Regions from separate parts of the Mus musculus genome. Here region 2 is linked to region 1. The links are chromatin contacts, called in public HiChIP or PLAC-seq maps. All regions are on one chromosome and are shown on one strand. Each heading gives the region's core, a stretch centred on a gene start, on an enhancer-like site or on the middle of the called end of the contact. The rest is flanking DNA. Distances are from core to core; before and after follow the strand shown.

Region 1 (3,276 bases), core at 713-3,212:
CCATTGTAATGAGCCAAGGTCCGGTAGGTTCCCTCTTGTTATATTGCAGTTTATAAGAATAAATAGCAGGGCACTATTTCACTTGCCTCATTTCTTCCCTGTGTCTTTACCTGCTTTCCATCCCACTGACCTTGACTAGAGAACACGATAGCGTGACAAGCAGAACTTGTCATCTTTCTGAGCCCAGGGCCTGCTCTGAGCAGTCTGTTTCTCAGGACCACTTTCTGCACTCTCCTAAAACTAAAGAATCAAGAATGTTACCTGATCCAGCTCGTCTATATTCCCATTTCAGCATGGAGGGAGGAGGAGCTCACCAGTTGCTGTCCCACCCCCATCTTAGGAGATGTTGACCATTGATGGCTTCTGGGAGAGGAAAGAATAATTTTTATTTAAGGTGTGGTCCTTAATAAGTCTACCATGCTCCAGTGGATAGCTCCACACCCGTTTGTATATGGGCAGCACAAACTGGAATCAGTGGACCATAAAAGAAGGGTGTGGGGGGGGGGAGGAAGAGAGAGAGAGGGAGAGAGAGAGATATTGGGAGGGAGTGGGGTAGGAGATTGATGTGAGAGGAATCAGGGAGAACAGTGGGGCATGATAGGACCAAAATATGCCATATGCATGTGTAAATTCTCAAAAGGGTTAAAAAATGTTGTATTTTTCAAAGCGTTGCCTAAGATGGCACACACTGCCATGCCTCCTTCTGCAAAAGCAAAACCACAAGAAACCAGAAAGTGACTTTCTGAATCCTGTCACCTTTGCACACAGCTGGTTTAGCCACCAGCTCTGTTGAGCCCTTGCTGGGGGGAGGAGGCACAAATGACTTGCGCTGTGAGCACCAATGCTTCTCTAGGGCCCTAGAGACTGAGTCAACAGCATCTACCCAGGTTCCTTCAGACACATGGACCTGGCATCATCCAGCTCTCTCTTAAGCTCCCTGCAAAGACTTCTGCAAATACTCCAAGCAGTCCTCCAGGGTTATCTATGGACTATTGCAAACACATCTCTCTCCCACCCCCTACTCCCAGACCCGCCTCTCACACCTGGTATCCATCAACTTCCTGGAAGTCCAGGACTTCTAACGCAGCTGATACATGGAGAATCTGAGAAACCCAGGTTCTGCACTGTTGGTTGCAGTACTAACAGGGGTGGGGGGGGGGTGGGGGGGAGGGCCTCATGTGAGACACACTTTGGGGGTGTGTGTGCTGAGCTTGAACTTGGTGTTAGAGAAAGCTAAGTAAGTACCTCCTGTCACTTCTGTCTTTATGGATTTTTCCCCAACTCTGACTTACCCAACATGCGCTCAGTAGGGTTTCAGTCAGGAAAGAAATTTGAATATCAGAGTTTAATGTTTCAGATTAAGATTGGAGGGGCAGTAGGACAGTGATAGTATACACCTTAAATCCCAGCAGTCTGGAGGCAGAGACAGGTAGATCACTGAGATCGAGGCCAGCCTGGTCTACAAAATGAGTTCCAGCACAGCCAAGGTTACACAGAGAAACCCTGTCTCAACAAAACAAAACAAAAACAGAACAACAATAATATAAATATATGAAACCAAACCAGAACAACCGAACACTATTACTATTTGAATGCATAAGTGCTGTTTCTATAATGAGTCTTCTCCAACTACCAAAGTTTTATTTTTTGAGCACAGCTCTTACGTCACAGAATTTGCTTCCTGCAGGTTGGCCCCAGTCATCGCTGTCTTTAGACACTGCAGTGTTGTTCCTGGGCTCGTGGGCCTGGGCTGTACAGGAAAGGTAGCAGAGAAAGCCAGCAGGAGCAAGCCATAAGCAGTGCTCCTCCACGGTTTCGGGTTCCAGCTTCTCTTCTGCTCTGGCTTGCCTTGATGCTACATTAGAGCCTGTAAGATCATTTCTCTCCTTCCCAAGTTGCTTTGGGTTATGGTTATTTGCCTTTTGGTTATCACAGCACTATACACTGTAAACTAGGACACACCCCGACAGGCTTGCTAGGCGCAGAGCAAATGGCCCTCTGGGAAGTTCATCCTACTGTTTTGTGAGCAATGTTCAGACGTGTGATTTTCGGTATACCTGCCCTCTAGTTATTATTTCAAGGTTTGCCCTTTCCTAATCAAGACAGAGTATTGGGCTCCAGCTGCAAACGAGAAGAGGCCTGATGAATGATAGCTTAAGCGAACAGTTTCACTTATGTCTCAAAACAAAACATTGACAGCAAAGCAGTTGAGGGCTCGTGCATGGCTCAGAGAAGCTGCAGGAAGCCTGGGCTGGCTCTCCATCTTCCTGCCCTGCCATTCCTAGCCTGCCAGGTTTGGCCTTTATGCTTTCCTCATGATTTACATATAGCTACTGCTGCCACCCCCCTCACACAGAGAGAGAGAGAGAGAGAGAGAGAGAGAGAGAGAGAGAGAGAGAGAGAGAGAGGAAGAGGAAGAGGGAGAAAGGAAGGAGGAGCGGGAGGGGGTGCAGGGGAGAGGGAGGGGGAGGGGGAGCGAGGGAGGGAGATCAGTAGTGTGTGTGAGAAAGAGAGAAGAAGACCTCCGACTGGCACTTCCAACTTCTTCACCAGATTCTTGGCCCTTAGCGGTCATCCTGCCACAAGTGGAATGAGTTTTGTGTCTGATCCAAGGGAAAATAGAGCCCCCCCCATTATGCATGACTAGGCACGACAGTGGCACCTGCTGTGTTGTCTCATTAGATAGGCTCACGCAGCAGTTGCTCTCATGTTTTGCACTTTGAAGCCCAGTTCCAGAACAGGCCACTTTCATGGCTCATGATCTTTGTTTAAACAGCAACATGGATTTAACTAACTGAATAGACAACTTGGCCAAGTACAGTGACTCACATCTATAATCCAACACTTGTGAGTAGGAGCAAGGTGATCACTGTCATTCCTTGTAAGTCTGGAGCCGGCCTGATCCCCTAGGGCTGCATAGCAGTGTCAATAACCAACTTAACTAGTACTACGGTATGGTCCAGTAATTATACTTCTTGCGATGCTCAAAGAGACGTGATCCTTATACCTAAAAGATCCTTGCACTTCCATCTTGATTACAGCATTGCTTTCAACAGTCAAAATACAGAGCTGGTCTAAATACCCACCATCAAGGGATGAATGGAGACAGGAAAGGTTGATATATTTGCACAATGAAATACTACTCAGTCATAAGAATAATGAAATCCAGGCCAGCAAGATAGTACAGCAGATCAAAACCATTCTGTACCAGCCTGATGATGCCCTGAGTTCAATTCCTGGAAGCCCCTGGGCAAGGAGAACCAACTCTTGAAAGCT
Region 2 (3,098 bases), core at 166-2,665, 48 kb before region 1:
TTTTTTCATTTTTTTAAAAACCTCTTTTCAATTAAATGTTCTATCTGCTGACTCATGGCTCTTATAGTTAGCTAGAGAGTATAAATAAATAAATAAATAAACAAACAAACAAACAAACAAACAAACGGAGTCTACCCAAAACTGCTCAACCTCAAAGCCTGTCAGATTGTACCACATTCTACCCTTGACATCTGCCTTCTCTGATAAGAGTGTATTATCATCTGGACTGGTGAAATGATGGATTTATTAGATGAGATGATACTATCTGGAGATGACACACACAAGGAGGTGAACCTAGTGAGACAAAGTAGATTCTTTGAAAAGTAGGTCTTATCCCCGATTCCTCTCTCTCTGCCTCCCTGAGAGAGCAGCTTCCCTCTGCTAAGTCCTCTTGTCATCACGAATTTCTGCCTCACCACAGGCCACAGTGATTAAAGTATTAAGCATACACTGAAACATCTGTAACTTCCAGCCAAGAAATCTTCCCTTGTTTTAGGCTGCTCTGTGTGTGTGTGTGTGTGTGTGTGTGTGTGTGTGTGTGTGTGTGTGTGTGTTTTAATGTTGTCACGCAGATGAAAACTGAGTAACAGAGTGGAAAGCAAGTACATGCTCTAGAAGCTATAATCGAGGACAGGCAAGTTTTGAATCGCAATTTCACCTTGTGATCCTCAGCGAGGCACTTTTTTTTTTTGTTTCCCTCTTTTTTGGGACTCATTCATTCCGACTATAGTATAGGGTTTTAACTAAAGCGATGACTTTCAGTTCTAAGAGTGCTTGAAACCGAGTCTTCTGTTAAAATTGGGAAGGAACATGGGCACAGGTTCTCCAGCAAGATTGTACACGTGTCTATGCCATCACGAGCCCTACTTGGCTCATGACACAAAACCAAGCCCTCGGGAGTCAAAGGTCAAGGTCAAGCACGAGTCTTAACAGCCCCCAAAGGCTGCAGCATAAACCTCTCAGTGTCCTAGAGTCTACGTGAGGATTCTTGTACAAAAATCTCCAGTGGGAGAAAACTGTGTTCCTAGGCATCAGAGACCTTAGTCCGGACCCCTAAGGTTTCAGAGTGGAGCCCAGGGGGCGCCAGCGCCTTGCCCCACATCACAAAGCAGCGAGGGCAGCGGCAGCGAAGGCGGAGGGCCCAGTTACCTGAGTCGGTCGCCCCAGAGTGCAGCAGCCTGACCTCCAGCCGCTGCTGGTCCCCGCCCGGCCTGCCCCGCAACACCTGCCGCAAGAGCAGCCGCACTCGCCGGGAGGCCACGTCCCCAAGGCCGCCCGGGGCTCCTAGGAGGAGGAGGCGTGACTGCATGGTGCAGGAGGCATGCGTGGGACCTCCAGGGGCTTCGGACAAGCACAGTCCCTGGACCGGGCAGGAGGCGATCGGCGAGCGGGACAGGAAGCGGCAGGGAGGCGGGTCCGCCGGAAACTCCTTCCCCCGGCTCGCCGGGCTCTGCGGGATGGGCCCGGCCCGGGGCGGAGGGCAGGCCGAGCGCCAGCCGGTAGGATCGGCTACCGGAGCCCGGCGCGCCGCCCCAGGCGTGGTCGCCCCAGGGACGCCCGGAGCTGGGGAGATGCCAAAGACCTTTAGCACAGTTGAGCGTATGCCCTGTTTCTTTCTTGGCTGCTAGCCTACTGTGTTATGATGCACTGTGGGCTTTCCCCTCGATACTGCTTCGGATCTTTTTTCAGAATGGAGAAAATATTCAAGAGATTCTGGAACTTCACCTATTTTAATTCGTTGTCATCTTCCCAGGGTTTCCACACCACAGGCATTGAAAGCTTCAGTTTAGCCTTCCTTTGCCGCTCCTGTTTTATCATCTTCTAAACTGCAAGAGGAAATGTTACACTATAATGGTGAATGAAAAAACGTTCAACTACCAGAAGGATCCAGTCAGGCTACAAGGCAAGGGTTATATAAACATAATTTATGTCTTTAGTGAGGAAAAAGTAGGACACTTGACTAAGGCTCCCTCCCTACCATGCATTCCAAAAGCAGCAGCAGTCTTCCATAAAGCAAACAAAGTCTAATGTAATTAGGCTGCCTCCCCAAAATGTCAAGAGTGAATTAACCAAAGCAAAAAGTTTTAATGAAGTTCTGCACAATGAAATCAAACAAACAAGATGCAGGCCTGGCTCTCAGAGAATGGCCTTGCCAATTCTAGACCTACCTGTATCTTACATCCATATTAAGCACCCACCTCCCAGGCACTTAAACTTCCCGAGGAACTAAACTTAGAAGTAAATGGAGGTGGCAGAGAAATAATTTAAACTAGTTTGGAGAAATCGAAAATAAAGGAGTGAACATTAAAGATGTCAAAACAGCATAATTATTACATGGATAGATTCTCACTATTTCACAACCACACCTGTTAGGCCTCAAATCTGAGACAACCAGCTATAGGAGGTGCCAGTTAACAGATAAAAGCTAACAGAGGTCCCTGTTAACACATCAAAGCTGGTACTAGCCACTAGATCCTCCTCCTATCTCTCCATTCCCACCTGTTACAGGATCCTCCTGGTAGAGGCACTCAGTCCCCTACTCTGAACTCTCCAACCCAGAGGCAGTACTATCTTTCCCCCAAGCTGCTCTTCCATCTACAATCCAGCCTCTTTGACTACTCTGGTCCTCTTTTGGTCTCCTGGTCTGGCTTCCTGGATCCTGGCTCTCTCCTCTCCCAGCTTCCCCTCTACACACACACACACACACACACACACACACCACCCTCACTCAGGTGTTCATTTTCACTCTGAACCCTGCCAGATAGATGCCTCTGCCTCTGTGTTTTCTCCCTCACATCTATAATGCACCTTCTCCACCCTCTTACCCAGGAGGAGTCATATCCTCTTTTTATTTTCTTTTTGTTGTTGTTGTTGTTGTTCTTTTTTTCCTTTTCTTTTCTTTTTTAATCCCTATGTGAATTGGGTTAATGGCAAACATGCAAGCAGCATAGAAATTTACAAATTGCTTTTCCTCCTTTGAGCCTGAGATAGTTGACCATTGTTACAGTCAAGTAGATTAGGTCTGGATTTGACTAAAAGACAAGGCTCTGACCTGTCTATGAGGGCATTTCAAGGAAGCAGTAATTCAAAGGGGAAGA

What was found. HiChIP or PLAC-seq counts read pairs in DNA pulled down with a chosen protein or histone mark.
Region 2: a contact with region 1 is called in a RAD21 HiChIP or PLAC-seq map of pro-B cells, with 2.6 times the contacts expected there. The contact joins the promoter of Vwa8 here to the enhancer-like site in region 1. A contact is called at or near these places in 2 of 39 promoter capture datasets (both in liver), 1 of 15 datasets of contacts at CTCF or cohesin (pro-B cells), 5 of 484 Hi-C or Micro-C datasets (CD4 T cells, bone marrow-derived macrophages, cerebral cortex and 2 more), 3 of 115 datasets of contacts at active chromatin or transcription factors (CD8 T cells, bone marrow-derived macrophages and embryonic stem cells) and 2 of 9 other capture datasets (liver and pancreatic islet).

The regions. Positions count from the first base shown.
Region 1 is chr14:78,800,132-78,803,407 of GRCm38.p6, reverse strand. No RefSeq gene overlaps it. Among named protein-coding and RNA genes, the nearest start is that of Vwa8, 47 kb to the left of the region's middle. Within about 2 kb of position 1,962, at least 38 of the 459 cell types and tissues checked have an H3K27ac peak or open chromatin away from gene starts, as enhancers often do. A contact at or near this core is called in pro-B cells, where this site is marked.
Region 2 is chr14:78,847,495-78,850,592 of GRCm38.p6, reverse strand. It overlaps Vwa8 (von Willebrand factor A domain containing 8), which reads right to left and starts at 1,415. Exons shown (of 45, transcript NM_027906.1): 1 at 1,150-1,415. The coding sequence starts at 1,309.